Regions from separate parts of the Zea mays genome. Here region 2 is linked to region 1. A link is a contact called in public Hi-C data. All regions are on one chromosome and are shown on one strand. The core of a region is the stretch at or near the end of the contact, and the rest is flanking DNA. Distances in the headings are between cores, read along the strand shown. Region 1 holds the start of LOC103643160 (ubiquitin carboxyl-terminal hydrolase 17-like). Region 2 has its middle 40 kb from the start of LOC100283050.

Region 1 (5,049 bases), core at 2,327-4,826:
TAGCATGCAATCTTTACCGTGAAGTTGCATTGATCCAACCAAAAGCGATACAGTGCAAACAATGCCATTGTTGCCTGCACAACAGGCTTAGCCTGCAACGTGTACAGCCACAGGGTTTAAGAAAAACAAGAAGTCCACACCACCGGTTCTCTTTTTCACACACACACACACACAAAAAAGAACTGACATGTTTTAGTAATATATCTTGAGCAGGAACATGGGTGAAAAGTGAAGCAAGCCACAAGAAAAAGGACTGCACTGCAGATGGGTCAGAAAGTTCCATGAGAACACTGAACACGGAAGTTCTCTCTTCAGGTTCAGGGTTGAAGTGAACCAAGATCCAAGAAACCTTTAGTTGACAGACGACACTCGTAGGGATAGGAATAGGATCATCCGGTGGGCTGAATTGGGCGGTACTCATGCCGGCCTATTGGACTTGACACGTGTTTCTCGGCTTCGCACCAACGAGGACATGTTTCATGGGTAACACTCGTCGGCATGCTGTACTTGGCCGGCCCACTTGTGTGTTTTTCAGCTGGCAATTGTCACTCGGACAGATTCTATGAGTAAACACTCTGTCGGCCTATTAGGCTTGGCCCAGTTGGCCGGCCCAGTTTTTCAGCTTACCACGAGGACAGGTTGCATTAAGGTTGTGTTACTTCGCGATGCACCTTTTTTGTTCTTCTTCTTCTTCTTCCCAAACATTCTTTTCTTTTTTCGTAATACATGTCTATCTCTATTTTTTTACGAAAGTATTTTTAGTATTTTGTCAATTATAACCAGGCTTCGTCAGGGAATCGGAAATATTTGACTAGCAGCTCCACTTTACGGAAACGGGGTGGGACCCTACGGGGGTTCTTGTGGTCGTCGTCGGATGCATCTAATCTAAAAGTCGGAGAGCGCCGGATCGGTTGCGAATCGAAGAGCTTAGACGATACGCCAGACGAGTACGACACTGACAGGGGAAAAAGGTGGGGGGGGGGGGGGGGGGGGGGGGGGGAAATCGGTGGTGCGCTATAGAAGAAGACACACAAGACAACAGCGTGAGGTGTCTGTCTGGCCAAATATTCTGCTGGATACTTTTACCAGGTGGACAAGTTGGGACCTAAACCACGCCACAAGCTAACAAAAAGTATGCCTTTTGACGGTATGGTTTTTTTTTTGTAGAGAGAGAGTGTCGAATACTGCTCCGTGTGGTGGGAGAAGAGAAAGAATATTCAAAATAGCTGAAGTAGTACCGGTTCGTGGACTTCGGGACCTTTGTCTGGGCTGTCTGTCCACGTTCATGCCATTGCCATTTGCCATGCCATGGCTACGCACGATCTGCCGCGCCAAGTTTACCGAATGACCAACCGACAACTACTAGTCGCGCACGTGCAGTGGACTCGAAGCCTCTTTTTTTTCTCTCTCTCTCTCTCTCGCAGTCTCGCTTCTGCCCCCCGCCCCCACTGTGTATCTTTCACCGACACGCGCGCAGAGAACTCGATGGCGCGCGGGAGGATCGCAATGCAACGCCGGCATCATCGTCGTCCGTCTGTCGCAGAATGCTGCTTCTTACTTGTAAATCCTAAGCCCATCTGACGCCAGCGCGGCGGCGGGCCACGCGTCAACGTGAGCACTCAGCAGGCCGGCGTCGGCGTGTGCCAGCCAGTCGAAGCCGGTACGGAAGAATCAGCCGCGCGCGCGCTTGCTGCCTTGCTGCGTGCCTGCGTGTAGTAGTAGTACGAGATGCACTTTTGCTTTGTGGATTGTGTTGCCGCGTCGTCACGGCTCCGACCCCCGGCTCCATCCACCGACGGGCACGCCTGCCAAGTGACAAATCACATATGATATGCCATCCCTTCCTCCACCAGCCGACCGCTGCGCCCGATGGCTCCGACCGACCAACTCCCCCGGCCACGGCCGGCCGGCGCATGCGTGACTGACGACAAAACATCTGATTTCGAATTTAGCTAACGGCTATATATAACGTATATCACATTTTTTTTGTGTAAAAGAAGAAGATTCGTATTACACATAGATAGATACCTGATATATGTTACACTACATCATGCAGCTTCCACGGTTAGTACGACGCGGTCGGGCCGGCGACACTCGTCGTCGTCGAGCGCACGCGGTCGACGCTGACTCAAAAGGAGGAGGTGGGGCCTGGAGGATGGCCCCTATCCGGCATCGGTCGTCTGTTGGGCTTGCCTGCCTCACACGCTTGCGCCCGTGCGTGCGGCCATGCTGCTTCTACTCGTTTCTCTGTAGCGGTAGTTGACGCTTGGTCCGCGCGCGCAACTCCAAGCAAGTCCAATCCAACCTAGGACGCGGAAAATCTCGGACGGAAATTGTTGGGTGGGTGGAGCAAAAGTCGCTGGAAAATGGAGGCCTGGTTCGGTGAACACACACTGCCTAGTTTCTGTCGGCAAAGTTCACTTGTATCAACTTCCTATAATCCCTATGTCACCTTTTTCTGGACGATCATTTGCCTAGTTGGAAGGTCACCAGATTTTATTTTTTTTGGACGCATTAAGCATGGGGGGATGGGAACCGAATGTTGGCAGGAAACGACTTGCATCAGAATACTAAGGTTCGTCTCAAGTGACGTGACACAAAGGAACCACACAATGGGAAAAGATCGGCCTGCCGAAGTTTCCTCATAAAAAAAGTACCTTCACCGAGATACTAGCACTCCAATAAACACGCAATATCCATCAGAAACTCAGCCAGACAGACCTCACCAATCAAAGAGGAAACAAATCGATCATGACAAGATCTCGCATGGGGTCCGCTCGTCAGCCTGCACGTGGGGTCCCCCGGAATAATGGCGGGTACCGCCACACAGTTTCCCGCGTTTCCTCTCCCGCGGAAACTAAGCACTTGCTCCGAGTCCGAGCAGAGGACTTGCCCCCGCGGAAAGAAATCCCATCAACGGCCAGGACCCAACTGATGAGGCCCATCGGACGGCCAGGCGCGCTCGTACGCACGGACGGACAACCAGAGCCCACGGTCCCGTCCCGTCCGTCGGAAGTCGGAACCCATTCCTTTCTTGTACCGCGCGTCAGCGCCGCTGTGCTGCCCCGCCGGTACCGTTAGGGCCTGATTGGTTGCCGTATCTAGGCAGCATGGCCGAGCGAGCCAGGTCCGCGGCAGCCTGGCTGTGCATCGCGTGAGCCTGGCTCCACAGATGCGCAGATTTTGGTCGCATCTCTAGAGCCTGGCCCGAGCTCCTTTTTTGCATCGCGAGACACATGCGCTGATGCATATGCGGCAAACCAAACAAGCGGCAAAGTAGCACGCGCCTAGTTACGTGGATGCAACCTACAACCAAACACACTACGACCGCATACCGTGAGCCTGGTTGGCCTATATGCGGGCAACCAATCAGGCCCTTACTTACTTGCCCCGTCTCCGTCTCCCTGCCTGTCTCGTCGTCGAGCACCTTTTGCACCTCGCCCCCTCCACAAGTCGTCTAATTATTCCTCGGGAGCGTGCGCGGACCGGAAACGGGTACCGCTGCCCGCCGGCTGCTGCTTGGTGCCTTCCTTCATTGCCGCTGCAGCCTGGCCTGCCTCTGCGCGCGCCACTTCCCAAGACCAGACCAGGCACGGAACGAACCCGAACCTGAGAGGGAGGGGGGAAATTTTCGCAGCGGATTTGCGTTTGCGCCGGTTAGGTGGGAATCGGGGCCCGGATCCGGCGAGTAGGAGCGGCGGGGCCGAGATCTATGCGCGGAGGGGGAGGAGGACCGGGCTGAGGAGGGGAGCTGCAGGGGCCCAATGGAGGAGGCGGCGGAGTCGTCCTCGGCGGCGGCGGCGGCGGCCCTGGTGCTGGCGCTGGTGGCGCTCGTCGTGGTGCCGGCGGTGGCGCTGCTGGTGCGGGGCCGCTGGCGCCGGGCCGCGGCGCGGAGGGAGGAGGTGCGCCGCCTCGCGCGGCTGGCTGCCGAGGAGTCCGAGCTGGCGGAGCGCGAGTCCGCGCTTGCCTACTACTCCGAGCTGTTCCCGGGCGTCGTGCACGCCGCGGGGGCGCCCGAGTGGGGCCCGCCGCCGGTGGCGGTCCCGGTCCCGGCGCAGGAGGAGTTCGACGCGCAGCCGCAGCCGTCCGTGGGGGCAAAGGGGGTCTGTGCGGTGTGCTTCAGGCCCACCACGTTCAGGTGCAAGCAGTGCAAGGCCGTCAAGTACTGGTGAGTGCGGGCGAATCCCTGCCTTCACCGCCCCCCTGATTCAGTCTCCAGTTTGTTTAATTCCATCCAGTGATTGGGGAATTTGTGGGAACATAGATACTACGTGATTTGCACAATTTTGGAGTGGATTGGGTCCTGTAATTGGTACATTTTTTTAGTTATTACACAAAATTTAGACTCTCCACCAAACCTTTGGGAACGCTACCCTGGTTTAGGGCACTGCTAACCCTCATTTAATCCTTATGGCCGTTTTTAAATCGTCGCTCGATAACCTTGGGTCGATGCACAGCGTTGCTGATTCCTCACAGAAACTCGGATTCGATAGAGCTTTGGATGGATATCATATTCTCGGAGTCCCTGATAGCTTGTACCTACAAAATCAACAGTTTGTTTCACATCCCTGTCTCCATGTCTCTGCCACTTAGAATCTAGGTTCCTGCCAATTTAATCTGTATTTTCTTTTATCAAATTAGGCCACAACATGTGCTATGGTGTAACCTTCTCGTAGTAACTTGCATGTTATTTTACATGCCTCAAGGTCACCAATTTCATGGACAAAAATACTTGGTATTGATCTGTTTGTATATTCGACTATGTGACAGAAAATGATTCATACTTTATTCTCATGCTGAAATGTTCATAAACCTAGTTATTCCATATTATTAATTACTTATACATCTAAGTAATTTTCATCTATGTGTGGGTGTGGATGTGTGATGCGATACTAGTATACTACTGGAGTACCAGACTAGATCTGGACATATAACAATAATATAATCAATGATCAAAGTGTGTTTTCAGGGACCATGCCAAAAAATGGGTCAAAGTTACCTCGAAGTTGTGTAACAAGTATTTTGAAGCTATTATTTGACGAGGCTAAA
Region 2 (5,329 bases), core at 1,497-3,996, 270 kb before region 1:
ATTAACAGGAGGCACTCGTGTCGGGGTCGCTCATCGACGACAAGAAGAAACTTGGCGACTGCCAGTTCGACCTCTAGAAACAGTCATACGTGGCCGCATGTGCCACTATGTACGACAAGCTCCGGCGCAGCCGTCGCTTGGACGCGGTGCAGAGCGGCTGCTCCGCGTTGTCCATCGTCAAGCAGGGGGACCTCATGGTCGTCGCCAACGTCGGCGACTCTTGGGTTGTTCTAGGCACCGCATTCGACGACGACGCCATCACGTCGTCCAGCTCATCGTCCACCTCAAGCCCAACCTGCCACGTAAGTCGCTACTGACTGGCCATGAATTCTTGTGTGCTGAGACGATGGCCGTTGCTGACGTTGTATGAGTATCCTCGAACACGATGTATGTAGAGGAGTAGCGCATCCGGTGGTGCAACGGCCAGGGGTACTACCTTGCTGATGAGCCCGGGATGCACTTCGTTTTACAGCCTAGCCAAGAGTCATCAGTACTCGGTATGTCGCGCACGTTCGACGACTACTATATCGAGGACTGTGGCGTCATCTTGGCGCCAGAGGTGACGCAGAGGAGGACCGACAACAATGACTAGTTCGTCATCCTCGCCACCGTTGAGGTAGCTTTTGTGCCGACTTGCCTTTAATTCTCTTCGCAAACACACACTTGCCTTTTGTTTAAGCAAAAGTGTATGGTGGTACGTGTCTGATGACTAACGATGTACGAGAAAATTTATTCCGGTATGTGTGGAACGTGCTCTCCAATGATGAGACCATGCAAATCGTAACATATATCGAAGTTTGCATGATACTGATGGTTGCAATGTAGTGGTGAAACAGATAGATTATAAATAACAAAATTTATGTATGGCCAGAATCACAAATTGATTATGAAACATTTTCTAATAACGATATAACACACATTTTGTATATAAGTTATCATAGTATACTGGTATTATATATTCCCGTTGCAACGCACGAGCATTTAGCTAGTGATATAAGATGTGTTGAACAAAACGTAGAATTTCCGAGGGAAAATAGACACGATGCTGCACAGGGGCCTTGCCTCCCTAACCCTCCCATGTTTATGTATTTATACACACATAATATAAAATGTGGTATTGTCTTTGGGCAAAATAAATTTCTCTATCTAAATAAAAAAATATTATATTTTTGAAGCATCAAATTCTTTGCTAATAATAAAATCAAAGAATTTTAGCCTAAAGTTGTCCCTGGATAGTTATTGTGTGTGCGACGAATTTGGTGCTTTACCTTGAGTATAGAACCAAATACATTACGATCACTTGCTGATTTGATAAAAAACCTTATCAAATTGGATAAAAGTTCCATGTATCAAATGGGTTATGGATTATTAAGATTAATCGTCACTCTTTCAGTCTCAACTGCAACCATTATTAATAGAGCGTTTTAGCTACAAAACTTATCAAAACACATCTACAAAATAAAAATGGGAGATGATTTTATGTGAAGTTACTTGATCATCTATATTGATATAGAATTGATAGCTATGATCAACACTCATAATGTAGTCGAAGCTTTTAATTTGACCGATCATTGTAGAAGCAATTTTTTACTCTATTGAAGTTAATTAATATATAATTATATTTGTGAGTATTTTTTATTAATTTATTATCTATACTATATGTAAATTAGTATACACATGTGTATATATCCCACGATATTTTTTATTTATAGTATTTGATGGGTCCTTACTCCTTCCTATGCCTTAATTCTGCTCCGCCCTGGCAGCACCGGAGTATACTGTACGTATCAGGCAAGACAATACGACCATACCCAAGTGCAGTATCAGGACAAATGGCTCGGAGCAAAAAGCCTGCAACGGAATAGAAACAGAGAGCACGGCCGAGGCGAGCCCGACGGAGCCGGGCCAGGCCAGGCCATTCCTCGTCCTGTCACTGTCCGAACCCGCTTCTCCTCCACCTCCCTCTGGATCGCTGCTGTCCACGAGGGAGACAGGTCAATTCGAAATTTATTATCTCCGGCTGGGACAAAGACCCAGGACGCCACCAAGGCGGGCACAGCATGCTGCATGCCAGCGGCCATGCAAAATGCTCGTCGTCCTTCCGTCCGTCCTCAATCGGTGCTCCCGGCCCATGCATCGTCCGCGGTCCGCTGAGGTTTCCGTGTCCGGCGCATGTGGTGTGAGTCTGGCCGGCGCCGCCGTCCCCGTCCGTGCCCCACCCAACCCAACTAGCCGGCCCCGCCGCTCGATCCATCATGTCCATTGATCGATGGCTGCCGTGCCGGCTGCCTCTTGGCCCTGCTGCGCTAGGTGAGGACTGAGGAAGTGAGAGTGAGGATGACGCGCGCCGCGGCCGCGCACAGGGCACGCAGCTGCCTGCCTGCTGCCCCCCTCCCGCTGTTGCGATCGAACTGCCTGCTGCGAAGCATACATGCATGTGTGAAGGCAGGCAGGCTGCTCTGCCCGCGCAGTAGCTTCATCACTTGTACTGTAGCTGTAGTAGTATAGTATTGCTGTTGCATTAAATACGAGCGGGTGCTCTCTGCTCAGCTAGCTAGCCGGCCAGATCCTCGTCGCCCAGCTAGCGGTGCGCGCGGAAGCATGCATGCCGCGCGCCTACGACGCTGTAGCTCGTGCTGGGCGTCCGGCGCGCTGCTGCGTCGCTGCCGTGGTACGACGTCGGTCCGTGCTCGTGTCAACGCAGCACGGACACGCCGGGCCCTGGGTGGCCACGTCTGGTCTGGTCTGATCCGTCAGTGTGGCTGGCCGCTGGCCTGGCCTGGCCCCGCTGCATGTGGCCTGTGGTCCGATGGGTAGGGGTCGGCTGGCTCTCCCTTCTCCGTCGAGGTCGAGGGCTAGCTGTTCCAGGGCTGTGCGTGTTCCAGGGCAGGCCCGCAACGACTGGACGGCCAGCTGCACAAAAGCCACTACCACAGGACGGACACTTGCATGCATGGCGATTGGCGCGGCGAGCTCGTCAGCCATCCCTCGGACGCTGGAGAGGAGTCCCTGTGCAGTAGGAGCCATCACTGGATGATGGCTGGCTGGCTGGCTGGCCTGGACTCCCGCCGATCCTGCAGCGGGGATGATGGACCATGTGAGCAACTGACGGCCGGGCAGCGGGCAGCAGACGGCAATACTGCTGCCGCTGCCGCGGCATGCATGCAGCAGTGCCGGCCAGCACACTGCAGACGACGTTGCGAATGAAGCGCACAAGCACGCTACAGTGCACGCCGCGCAACCGTCCACGGCGGGCCATGGATATCTTGCCGATCCAGCCACCACCCACCAGCCCTTGGCATCATCACTTCATCAGCCGGCGCCCGCCGCCCGCCCGTCTGCCATGCCATGTCGCACCGGGAATATTGTCGGCAGTGAGCTCAGGTTTAGGGATGTGCGTGGACGCATGCCATTGCGTGTATCAGACTGGGCTGCCTGACACCCATGGTTTGTCTGTCTCGGCGAGTCTGAACTCTCTATGTGCGTTGTCCCGTTTCATGATCGATCGATACGGATGAAAACGGTCCAAAATAATCGGTAAACACTAAAATCATTTTTTTATATTTTTTCTTCGAAACGGGATCGAAAACGGTAACTCCAAAATAAAAAATGATATTGGTAATTCAGAAACATCGGAAATGAAAGTTCGGTACGAAAATTATACCGGTTACGATCGAAATCTAAAATACGATCGGTAAAAATTATAACATGTACTACTGAAATCGCGTTTTTTTACCCAGTGTCTAAGGCACTCGGCAAACATTTTATCGGTAAAGAGTTTTTGCTGAGTACTTTTTTCGGAGTGTCGAAAAGCACTCAGCAAATTAAAAATCGAAAAAACCCCCAAAAAAACAGCAAAATATTTTTTAAAATTATAAAAACAACTACCATACCTATCTCTCTATCATTTCATTTTAACTAATATTTTAAATCAAATTTATATGTTTTGTGAATGGTGAGATTCGAACTCGCAAAACCTCTCTCGCGCACACTCTCCTCTACCACTATAATACTACATCAATTATGTCTTTATTACATTTTCATTCCTCATATACTATAACAAACCGAGAGTAATTTGATTATTTAAGGCAGTAAATGAATTCATTTGAAAATATGATCAACTATAAAGTTGCATAACTTTTCGAGATCTACAAGTTCTATTTTGATAGTTTCTACATCTGGGGCCGTTTACAAAATTTGAATTTCAAATTTAAAAAATTCACACGAATTTTTCAATGATAAAATGATTTCAAATCAAAAAATTGTCAATTACAAAGTTTCATTACATTTCAAGACCTACAACTCTCATTTTGGTGGTTTTTCCATCCGAGGTAGTTTGAAAATTTCAAATTTTAAAATTCAAACATAGTTTTGCATGACAAGATGATTTCAAACCAAAACATTGTCAACTACAAAGTTTCATAACTCTTCAATACCTACAACTTTCATGTTGGTGGTTTTTCTCTCGAGGTCGTTTTCGAAATTCAAATTTTAAATTTTTTAAATTCAGACGTAGTTTTCGTTCACAAGATGACTTCAGATGAAAAAGTTGCCAACTACAAAATTCTATAACTTTTCAAGATCTATAAAGTTTTTTTGGTTGTTTGGTCATTTGTTCATTTCACATGATGGTTCTAATAATATGCACAAATCTTATACATCTCTCTCGTAGTTTCATAAAGTACGAGAGAGATATGTTTTATGAACAAATTTATTTTTATTTTGTCATATGAAGAAATATTCAAAATATAAATTGTACATCACGATGAATTATACAAATTTGTAGTTCAAACCTTTTTCATTTGAGTTAATTTGCTGCTTTAAAATGTGATTTTTAAATTGTCTTTGCCTAGTATTGAAAAAAGCAATCGGCAAAGAGCTCTTTGCCAAATGTTATATTTTTTACACTCGGCAAATCTTTGCCGAGAGTCAAAAAACAATTGGCAAAGAAGCTCTTTGCCGAGTATCAAAAATAAAACACTCGGTAAAGAGCTTCTTCGCCGAGTTTTTTCTTTTAACCAGGGTTTTTTGTGTGGCGCTTGGCAAAGAGCTTCTTTGCCGAGTGCCAAAAAAAGCACTCGGCAAAATATTTGGTACTCCGCAAAGAGCCAAATTCCGGCAGTGATGTACCCTCAATTGACTTCAAAAATTCACGCAAGTCATACATTTGTATATAATTAGTAATAATATATAAGGTAGGAGGTCACAATAAACATATAAGATAAGAAGTCATACAATAATAAAATTATTATTATGTATTAAATAAAGCAGAATCAAGATGTGTATAATAATATGACACACTTACATTCTAATTGTACTCTTACTACTT

Evidence for each region. Hi-C and Micro-C count contacts between places; a contact is called where the count stands out from the background.
Region 2: a Hi-C map of ear shows a contact between it and region 1, with 1.8 times the contacts expected there. The contact joins the enhancer-like site here to the promoter of LOC103643160 in region 1. A contact is called at or near these places in 2 of 25 Hi-C or Micro-C datasets (ear and tassel).

Annotation. Positions count from the first base shown.
Region 1 is chr1:205,004,271-205,009,319 of Zm-B73-REFERENCE-NAM-5.0, reverse strand. It overlaps LOC103643160 (ubiquitin carboxyl-terminal hydrolase 17-like), which reads left to right and starts at 3,576. Exons shown (of 11, transcript NM_001326697.1): 1 at 3,576-4,168. The coding sequence starts at 3,765.
Region 2 is chr1:205,271,963-205,277,291 of Zm-B73-REFERENCE-NAM-5.0, reverse strand. No RefSeq gene overlaps it. Among protein-coding and RNA genes, the nearest start is that of LOC100283050, 40 kb to the right of the region's middle. Within about 2 kb of position 2,746, at least 15 of the 20 cell types and tissues checked have an H3K27ac peak or open chromatin away from gene starts, as enhancers often do. A contact at or near this core is called in ear and tassel, where this site is marked.